2 separate regions of the Gasterosteus aculeatus genome follow, and region 2 is linked to region 1. Evidence: chromatin contacts called from public Hi-C data. All regions are on one chromosome and are shown on one strand. The core of a region is the stretch at or near the end of the contact, and the rest is flanking DNA. Distances in the headings are between cores, read along the strand shown.

The links. A called contact is a pair of places that touch in the nucleus more often than the background predicts.
Region 2: a Hi-C map of skeletal muscle shows a contact between it and region 1, with 2.5 times the contacts expected there. The contact joins two enhancer-like sites. A contact is called at or near these places in 2 of 6 Hi-C or Micro-C datasets (skeletal muscle and whole body).

What each region holds. Positions count from the first base shown.
Region 1 is chr9:17,433,867-17,439,346 of fGasAcu3.hap1.1, forward strand. It overlaps fbxw7 (F-box and WD repeat domain containing 7), which reads right to left. Exons shown (of 14, transcript XM_078109169.1): 14 at 3,455-5,480. Among protein-coding and RNA genes, the nearest start is that of LOC120824690, 23 kb to the right of the region's middle. Within about 2 kb of position 2,640, at least 2 of the 9 cell types and tissues checked have open chromatin away from gene starts, as enhancers often do.
Region 2 is chr9:17,471,941-17,477,541 of fGasAcu3.hap1.1, forward strand. The region is part of intron 4 of fbxw7 (F-box and WD repeat domain containing 7); the gene reads right to left. Among protein-coding and RNA genes, the nearest start is that of LOC120824690, 15 kb to the left of the region's middle. Within about 2 kb of position 2,646, at least 3 of the 9 cell types and tissues checked have open chromatin away from gene starts, as enhancers often do.

The sequences.
Region 1 (5,480 bases), core at 1,390-3,889:
CATAAATCCCATCAGGGCAATCAGAGTCTCCAGCTGACCCGGCCTGCCTCCTAGTCACCCGCCTGTTATTAAGCTCGCCTGGTTTGAAGAGCGAGAGAGAAAACGGCGAGAGAGAAAACGTCTCGTTATGAAACTCGAAACGTGATCCGGTGCGCTGGTTGAGCTGTGAGCAAACCCGAGGAGTTCATTCAAAATGCCAATTTTGACAATGATGAACCCGGCATTTCAAACCGCGTTTGGAAGCAGCACAGATTTTTCCGGGAGCATGACGCGTGCAAAGGACAAAAAGGTCAGACTTGTCAAATTCACACACTTTCAGTTGAGTTGAGTGAACACGCTGACCTCCTAGAGGGCGGCCGTCAAGATGAATGGTCAACATCAGCTCCCTGAAGGAAACAAAGGCGCTTTAGAACCTCCCCTGTGCTTCCGCGTGGATCAATGGGGAGCTCCAGCACTGTACGTCCGTTCGGCATCCTCCATTGACAAGAGGTTATGGAGATTAAGTGCTCCTTTGTTTAGTTCTCGGGCTACGACAAAAGGTCCAAAATAGGATTAAGCGGAGACGTGAAACACTACCACTGCTAATGCTACGGCCCTTTGAGAATCTACTGGCAATGAGAAGAGCCGCGAGGCTGCAGGGCAGGATTACGGAACAAAGAGATGGAGGGATATGGAATGAGGTTTGGGAGCTCCACCCCTCCTCCCTCCTCTCTTTTTTCATCTTGACGGCCAAACCCCTTAAATGCTTCCCGTACCATCAAATTCTGCTCTGCTGGGCAGCATCGTTGTTCGATCCCTCATGTCCGTGGCGTGCCGTTTGTTGGTGGAGGATTCGGTGGCGCACGCGGTTCATTCAAGAGGCGAGAGCAGCGAGAGGGACGTTCATTCATCAAGGCAAAGTGCAGAGCAATAGAGGCCGTGAGCGTAAGTTAGATGAATGGCTAATAACCTCAAGGAGGGAGATGATTCATCACATCCTGGAATTAAGTTCATTAAAGACCTGCCAGTGGGCATTCATCAGTGTCTCCTACTCCAGATGATCTTGTCACAGCATACCTGTAAGAAACAGATTTTATAAAAGTTCAAATACGTTAGGTCAAAAAATGTCATGGAAAAAAAGAAGTAAAAAACACTATTCAATATTCAAGATGTTTTGAAAGGTTCAAATTGTCAAGTCAAAAAATCTCCGAATATTTTAGGTAAAAAAAAAAAAAGTCCCAAAAATATTAGGACAAAAAATGTTTTGTCGGAAAGATGTTATCAAAAAAAGATTTTAAAAAATGGGAAAAATGTAAAAAAATATGTCAATGTCAAAAAATGGCAGAAAAAGCGAGGTCAAAAAACATTTTGAAAATACTTTTTTTTTTACATATTATGTCTTAGCATGTGCTTTTCATGACTTGCCATACAATTACTTTAAAATAAATGTACATATATGTAGTATAGTATAGGATAGACTTTTCGTGGGTATTAGTCAACACACTATGGTATGACTTTTTCAAAAAAAAGAAGGAAATTGTGGGACTTATGACATCTAACCACTTACACTTTTTTTCTTCAAGTGCTGCTTCATTTGGGAAGCACGGATGGCGCCAGGTCTCTTCAAAGAAGTGGGCACAACAGTTGCTGGGCAGCCTGACATTTCCTGCCAGTTGACAAAAGCCACGAGTCAACAGGCTGGTGAAATAGCCTCGGGCCCGGGCAGGCTTAGCTCCGCTTCCATCCGACCTCGTCCAGACTTTCAGACGCGTTTGTCTGACTGTCGATGAAAGCATCCCCTCGCTTCCTTCCCCGATGTCGATGTGCATTCTGTCCAATGCCATAAGTGTTTTATAATTTATACAAAAATGAAAACAAATAAAGATGTAGCAAACCTTTTCCATCACACTTTGTCTTGTTAGGGTTTTCTTGCAATTTACTTTACAACACCCTTTTATGACTATGCCAGATATATGTTGTGCTATTTTAATGACGATTTGACATAATGTGCCTCTATAGTCATGTACTTGTCTTGGTATGTCATAAAACAATGTATTGCAAAAAGTAGATGTAGTGTATGAAGTCTACAGCATTTTAGAAAGCCATGACTTTCAAATGTCAAAGACATAAGCTATTGTAATGTGAAAAACGTATAGAAATTAGTTAATTAGTTAAAAACCAAGTGATAAAGGTCAGTGTCATATGCACAGTAATACAAATTGTGAAATAATCATAACTTCATAGTATAAGGATGTAAAGGTAGGAATGTATTTCATTTACAGCCATTATGGTCCAAAAACGAGCAGCACATTAGAAAAGCTGCCACCAAGGAATTTATTACATTGAAGTGGTTGCCGATTTAAATGGTTTAACCCTAAAATCATGAATTTGTAGCGTTGTGTGTCCATCTACGAGATCAAAAAACGCATCTAGAACACAAAGATCGTGTAAAGCAGACCCTCCATGAGCAGCCAGTGGAGCGGATCTGCTGCCTACACACACCAACGCCGGCCTGGGAACAAACAGCCGCTCAGCGTAACCGTGCCAACCGAAGTGGAAACTCCCCCACGCGTCCATTCATGTGAGGATGTACAGCCATCACCGCTTCCTCACAATGCCGCCTGTGCTGCGAGGGCACACGGAGGCCCGGCCGGAGACGAGCCATCGCTAGGCAACAGGCAGAAAGGGAATCCGCGGCACAGACTCAGTTAGCGCTGCTGCAGCGAGCTGTATGGGCTCATGACGGATACCGGAGTGGATGGAAGGGGGAAAGAAACCCCCCCCAGAGGGTGTGATTCTCTTCGGTCATCTTTCGTGGTGTAGGGCAGCACGAAAGCAATGTGCTCTCTGGGGAATTAAGAGCATATCTGAGATCAATGTTCCTTCCCCTTCAGGTTACCTGGACTCAGATTTGGTGCCAAGAAAACAACGGTTTACCTAAAGTATATCCTCATAATGGCGCTTTTAAGAAAAGGTTTGGTATTTGATGCGGGGAATTCATCTCTCACAACGATCCGATGCCAACGTTTTTAGAACATGCCTTCAAAGCAAGGTTGGTGGTTCGAGTCCCGGCTGCCCCATGTCCCAAGTAAACGTGTCCCCGAGCAAGACGCATCACCCCTAATTGCTCCCTGGCCCAGAAATGTAAAAAAAAAAGCCATGTCTTAAAAATGTAATGTTAGTCGCTTTGGATAAAAGCGTTTGCTAACGCTAACTAACTAATGACCTGTAATGTAATTCTTTGCACGAAGCCCAAATTTGCATCTCCAGGTCGTATATTGGAGCGTTGCAATGAGACTGAGCTTGCTGGAGGTTGTGAGCTTTTGCTATTTGAGGAGATCCATGTTTTTTTTTTTTTTTAAATCAAACCAGGGGGAGTTGAACTGACAAAGAATTCTACCCCATAAACATTACCAGGTTTTTCTGAATGTGAGGGTGGATGTTCAATTGGGTCTCTAAAAAACCTGCAATGTAATTTGATGTAATTAACCAAATAATTTGCTTTATTGAACATATAAGATGCCTTCACACAGGTAACAAAAACAGACAACCGATATGCTTGAAATGAAAAAAGAAAAACCCACATTTTATTGCACTTAAGTTATAAGAAAATAAAATTCTAAGTGAATCAAACAAATACACAATCCCTTTAAAGGTCTGTTTTCTTTTTTGCCAGGCAGTTTACATTAACTGAAAAAAAAATAAAACACCTGCAACAAATCTGATTTCTCAAACCAGATCATAAATTAAAACAGAAGAAGAAAACAACGAGAGGAGATAGAGCAAGATTGTTTTCTTTTTTAATATACAGTGTTATACCACTTTCACAGTTCAGCTTGAGTTGTGACGCTTGGACACTGAGACCATTTTTCGTTTGGCTACAATGTTTCTGTTCACGTTTGTTGCCACTGACGATCCTCGAGGCTCCGACTGCGACACATGTAACACTGAGACTCCCGTCGGTCGATGCTCGTGATGGCCTCCTCTGTTGCTTCAGACATCTTTGAATTGAACAACAATCACACACACACACACACACACACACCCACACGCGCACACAAAATACGGACAGTTCTTTCATTCACGTGTTAAAAATCGATACATCTGCTAGTTTGTTTTCTTCTTTTTTGCCGGCCCGTTGCATTTGTACGTTTCCCCCAAAGGAATGTGTTTTGCAAGTTGCCCGTTAACACGCCAACACACGCACTCATGCACGCACACGCCAACAGCGCCCATCCCCCTCGCTTTCCTCACAGCGGGCGATCCCGCCGGTGTCCGTCGGACGCGCTCCCTCCTCTCAGCCTCGTAGAGGCACGTTTGGCTCAAGTTTCAGTGGCAAAAAACAAACAAAATAAAACAGAAAAGTTGGATGTTATCTTTTGTGATCTTTTGTTCCTTAAAGTCCAAACATATAGAGTTCAATTTGGAATTTTGCCTGGGACTAAAACGTCGCAGCAAGTAAAAGTTCCATCTCTCTCTTGTTTCCATTCTTCTAGCAGCATAAATACAGTTTGGCCACTGGGGGAAAACGGTCGAGGGGGAGGGAGGGAGGGCGAGAGGGGGGGGGGGGGGGGTCAGGGGCATTAGTCTACAGCACGTTGAGCGAAGACCCTTTACTGCTCCCCCCACTACTGCCCTGCCCCCCCCTCCCCGGCTAGACTGCAACTCTCTGGACAGCACTGACGTTTGCGAGGAGACGGAGCTCTAAACTCAGGTATTTAGAAAAAGGAGGAAGAACAAACAACTCAAATTAAAGAAGAGGAGGAAAAACCCTTGTGACATAATGACAGCAAACCTAAACAGGTTATTAATACTGGGATTTGTTGCTGTTGGCAACCGCAAAAAACAAACAAAAAAACAAACAAAAAAAAACCTTTCATGTGATGAACCAAGAAGATGTTGAAATTCACAGTTGTGTTTGTGTGCGATATTGTAAAGAAAACCGAGTGGAGAACAATAAGAACGGAAACAGTGACGTGAATGGAGCCGAATGACAATCGCAGCTCCTCAGGTGCAACCGTGTGTCTGTGTGTGGAAATGTACCTTTAAACGCCTCCCACCTGCCGCAATCTTTTCCTACAGTGAATGTCTCTCGGTTGGCCTTTGTGTTCTGTGTGTGTGCGCGTTTGTGTTGATGGGAGAGGGAAGGGGGGGGGGGGGGGGGGGGTTAAAAAATAATATATCTCTGTACATCTCAAAATATGTCAGGCTTGCGCGAAACCAAGTCTCTGTGCAAAGCGGACCCCAAAACAAAGGGGCGGAGAGTCCCTTCAGAAGAGCTCCGTCGTTCTCAGTCAGTCCGTTCTTCCTCTCGTCTTCCTCCCAGCCAATCGGGACAGATCGCTCAGGCCCCTCCCACCCCCACCCCCACCACCGCCTCATTTCCTCGATCCCCTCCGGCTCCACCGCTAACTGGTGGCAGAGAGAGTGAGGGTGGGTGGGCAGGGGGGGGGGGGTTGAGGGTCTGTGGCTCCGTCAGTAACATTTAGCCCAAAGGGGCC
Region 2 (5,601 bases), core at 1,396-3,895, 38 kb after region 1:
TGGGATGTTCTGGGTCACAGAATAAATACATCTGTACAGATTTGGAGTAAAATTCCCTCTACAACTATCAGTTTGTGTCCTTTTTAATGAGTGAAGGTAACCACGCGTGTCCTTTGTAACCGCTTTGATATTAAATCACAAACTGTGAAATTGAGTCTTGAGTGCTCACCTTCCAGAAATGTTTTTACAAAATAGTTTCCCCTCTTACAGTTTGTCAAGGGTCCACAAATGATTTAGAAGTGCTACAACAGCACTACAGGGACTGAAATATCCTTCAATAATTAAAACAGGAATTAACACGCTGTTTGAGGGAACTCAAATGAACTTTAAAAGGGGTTTGGACACCAAATTATTCTTTAACATAAAGTAAACTCCGTGCAAGGACTTCCTCGACAGAATCCCCGGTAATTCTGGTACTGGGCAGTCTGTGCAGTCTCAGCCGATGCATCTACGGCTGGTGAGGAGAGGAGGTGCAGCAGCACAACCTAGCCACAAGGCTCTACCGCATCCCCCCCCCCCCGGAGTCCCACTCTCATCACAAATTAAACTGGCCAGTCGGACCAAATCAGCGCTTTCTCTCAGCCGCTGAAGCGTGCTGGAGTTGTTCGGAGGTGTAACGCGAGGCCCCGAGAAGATCAGAGGAGATGAAGCACGAAGCGCAGATGTGGGTACCGCGAGCCTGAAGCAGCTCCGGGGTGACTTCCCCTCCACTGGCTTTGTTAAGTCGAACGCGCATGAAAATCTCTCGAAAAGAATGCACGATGAAATCAGACATCCTTTTAAAAAGGTACTTTAAAAAGAACCCCATCAGAAATGGACTGTGAAGTATATTGGAGAATGATCACAGAATACGTAGAAACGGTCTGTTCCATCCGATCCTGTAAAAATACGGTCATCAGATAGAAAACGTCAGTTTAAGGCGTTCTTGTTTTTTTGGAAGGAGATTCTTAAATGCAGATGGTGTGGGAGGTGATTTTATTTTTTATAAGTGGTTTCCAGGCAAAACGGCAGGGAAGGACAAGATAGTAAACAAATTCTATTAGAGAGGAGTCAGAATAAGTTTTGACGTTAATTTGAGAGTTTCCCTGGAAACTTTAATGTGGCGGAACAGGAAGTCTGTCCCCTACATAGCTGTTTTTTTCCCACTGGACTAATGGTAAACAAGTGGGAGGGGTAAAAGGCAGAGTAATGAGGTGTAGCTAATTACATCAGAGCTCCGTTTGAATTGGAGTCTGCGGATGTTGCTGCCAAGTCAGATGAAGAAACAGGAAAACCTAATGTGGCCACGGAAACTCTTTCATTGTCATCCATCACAGTAATATAACAACTACTACCGACACACTGCAGCTGTAACAAAAACAAAACTCCTGAGTGATCCCGTATGTGAGCATCTTGTGTGAGGATCCCATCATTGATTTTTCCATTTTGTATCTGTAAATTAATCCCAACAGCGTTGCCAGCACCCCCTCCCCCTCATCCGAGGAGAGAATATTGATTGCCTGGTTAAAATGCATTGAGGGGGCCATGAATTGCTAATCAAAAAACAAAATCTGCAGGGAACTGCATGGGGGTAAATATTCAATTCATCGTTATATGAAACAAACAGAGCTTAACTGTTGGGGGACTGAGAGAAAATGGAGCACTCTCACTGGTTATGACCTTGGATAATTAGTTCCTGCTCATTTGAACATCCAGGAATGGCAACTTTTTTGTATTTATATTATGACCGGCATAATTCTTTTTTTCTACTTTAAGAAAAAACTTCTAAAAACTAAAAAGGTTTTAATACGATCCAGTTCATGATTGAGACAAGAGAGAGATGCTGAAACCAGACGTTTGGTCATTTTCAACGAAAAACATGATGAAAAAGATTTTTCTACTTTTTTCATACAAGAAAACAAGGTATTAACCGCTTTCATTTGAGACAAAACCACATCTAAGCCCTGCGGACACAAATCGGCATACTTACATAAAATAAGCGTGGGCTTAGAACACAAAGGCACGTCACTGAATTTTTATTTAAATTGGTCTCTGCGGCAACAGAAAGATCACTGGTGACATCCTCGTTGTGGTCCGGCACTTTTCCATTCCACGCTCCCGCCTACTGCGCAGGCCTCGTGCACTCTGAAACTTATTTTCCTTCACGCCGAGCCAAAAGTCTGTGTTCTTTGACCTCGGGCAGTCGGTTGAACGCAAGAATCAATACGCGATGCTCAAATGAGATTCTCTCTTATGCGGAAGACGGGAGGGCCAAACTGTCCCGAGGAGGGAGAATACATACGGGGACCACTGCTGCCAGTCGACGGCCGTGGACGATTGATTGTTTCAACTAAATTAGAGAGATGAATCTCTCAGACTGAACAACAGACTGAAAATGTGCAAGAAACTACCTGGACGTTTTCTAAGCGGACCATAAAGTATACACCCTTTCCACTCCACACAAATGAAACGCTGGACAAACTGTAGCAGACTAGCCTTACAGCGCCCCCCCCCCACCCTCCTGCAGGGAAACAGAAGCAGTGAAAAAACAAAGAGGCCAGTTTTGAACGCACACCGCCACGCAAAAATCAGGGTGCAGCGATGCAGCACAAGGTCCTCAATTATCTTCACGCCGAGCGCGGTCGGAGCTGCTTTGCATGTGCTGACTTGCTTCCCCTTAAACTCTGCCACACCCGAGGCCGATAGATTCCACCTCCACACCCGCGTGCAAAGTGACTGAAGGACAAACTGTAATACAGCATTTCCTCTACCAGAGAGAGAAACGGTCACAGGGAAAACACGTTTAGATTAGATTGAAGAGCGATGTGTATCAGTCAACGGTACTTGTGTCCTTGGATGTCAAGAAACATCTGCCAAGGAGCACTGCTGAATACTGCTGAATTTGTTACATGACCGTTTATGGCTTTGACAAACTATCACAAGAATCTACAAGATGGCTTTAAAAAAAAAACAGCCACCAAAGTATGGGTGCATTTGATATATTTGAAGGAGGCTGGGATTTTATTATGTAGATTGCTGCGTTCAAATTCAAGCCATTTCACAGAGACCTTTGGATCTTTCGGGATTTGCCTTGCAGGGATTGTGTGTACAATCAGCATTGCATTAAACCTGAAGCGATGTGCAGCACTGAGAGCGCTTCTCCTTCTTAATGTAGCATTGAAGGCCGCACTCACAGTCGTCATAACAACCTGAACATTTATTAAAGCTCTTAGCCGAGAGTGTCTGCATGTGGAAAATGAGTAGGGGAAGGGGTTGGTGCTGGAAAAAAAACGGCAGACATGCATCCGAGGGAGACGGGAACCACTTATAAATACTAATTCCTGCGAGAGGCAAAGATGTGCACTGCAGGAGTCAGACAGACTTCCGTGGAAAAAAAAAAGAAGAAAAAAGTGATTGGGCGGCGTCCATGATTTCTCTAAAGTGTGGCAACGAGATACTGAACCAGCACGGCGGATTCCTTTTAAACCCGAAAAGGCCACGATGGCTCAAACAGGCCAAAGTAAACACACGTTGTGCAGACGGAGCCACAAAGCACGGACCCCGTTTGCATACTAACGTGGTGAAGGTGCAGGGCCACGCGGAGCTTTCTACTTCCTCAGTGGTCACGCAACTTTTAGCTCATGCTGCCCCCTAGTGGTATCAGGGCATTTGGAGTTGGAGACAGTGTTCTGATCACTTAGTGAGAAAAGATTTGTCTTACCTGTTTGTTTCATCACAGGGGCCAGGACATAGGAGAGAAGAAAAAATACAAATGTATGTTAATGAAAGACTCAAACGCAAATAAGATCATAATAAGCAGGCAGAAAGGGCTCATTATTAAAACAACTTTCACCTAGAAAAATACACCTGATCATTCACCCGGTGAACTGAATGTTAAAGCAGCTTAACATCAGGTGTAAGGAATTACTAATGAGGTACGTGATGAAGGTAGAAAGCAGGATTGCACTGCTGCACTGTATAAAAATCCTTCAAGTATCATACCGAGACAAATGTCTGAAGCAAATCCACCTTTGGTTCATAGAATTCCATTCCGGTTCCTTAAGTTTCCTGAGCAACTGAACGGGCCGACGTCGGCTAAAGTGGAGGAAGCACCGAGTCTTTAGAGCGCGGACGGATGAAAATTGAAGCAATTTCTGTGTTTGGCTTTAAAAGGAACGAACCAGAGTTGAAGTCGTGTTCGTCTGAAAGCAAGTAGCTCACCCACGCTCAGATCGCAGAGGTCCACATGCTGCCACAGGAACACAATCACACTTGATTTTCTGTACTTAATGATTAAAATAAGTTACTCAAAGCAAAATATTGTAAATTAACCACAAAAAAAGAGGGCCAGTGCTTTTTTTTTTTCTTTTTTAATAACATGGGGTAAAGCTGGACAGCTCAGAGAGTAAAGTTTGGTATATTCATGTTCATAGGAATAACAATTTTGTTGGCTTTGGAAAACCTGCAGATTCAAAAAATCAACCAACAAATCTATTCTTCAGAATTTCACATATTTTTCTAATGCAAACAACGCGTTTCCTCGCCTGTTTCCCAGACTTTAGAGAAATTACATAAGAACACTTTTCTACATGTTCAAAGAGACAGTTGTACCTATGATGCATCTTTGAAATACACGTTTTATGCCAAACACTAAGCATGTAGACAGAAGGGTGGAGCATCAAGAGTTCGGAGAAGCTTTCTTGATACAGTATTATGTTCTTACCTCTTTCTGTCACTCACAAAATGTCGACAAAAAAAAGTGTCATAAAGAAATGTGTACTTTTAAAACGCCACCTTTTTACAAAGTTGAAGGGAGGGAGCTGTACGGAGCCCCAAGGACTCAATGTGGTCGGGACAAATCAGCCACCCATCCAGCGAGAGGGCGGGTGTCCATTCTGCTCGTCGGAGATAAGACCAGGAGTCATCTCTTGAATGAGTGAGTGAGCAGAAGGAACTGGTGAAATATTAGCAGTAGAACATTTTTTTTTATAAAGAATGAGTGAAAACTGCCAGTCACTGAGCCATCTTCTCTCTGCTAGACGCACATAGAACGACTGAAAAGGAGAGCTATAATTTATACTGTTAATAACACAAAGGGGGGAGACACGTCCTTGAAAGACATTTTTCTTTACTGCTCAGAATGAATGAAACTTTCAAAAGCATGAAAATGCCTCCAAAGTATTCCACAGGGCAGCAATCATTCACGCGTTGTCCTTAACACCTCTAGTCTCCGGCGTTAGATGCGTTTCAGAGGAGAATACGGTACACAGACAAGTGTATTAGTATTCATCCGCGTCACTATTTACTTTAGTACAATATTTACAATAGACGCCGCCTCCTCCTCCTCCTCACAGCAACAGCGCCTTGACGTTCTGAATAATACAACCGAAAGGGGAAGCAAGACTAATTTAACAAACCAGGCTCATTAACGTAATGTGGCTAGAAACAATAAATAAGAAAAGAAAGTATGTTCCTGGTAGCTTGTTTGCAACGTTAAATACAAAGTATTAGAACCACCTGTTTGGGTGTGTGATGAGCCTTCAGTCATTGATGTGGGCCTCAAACTAAACCTGTCGGATCATATTTCATTTCCACACCGGTACCTGGAGCAACGCGGGCCCC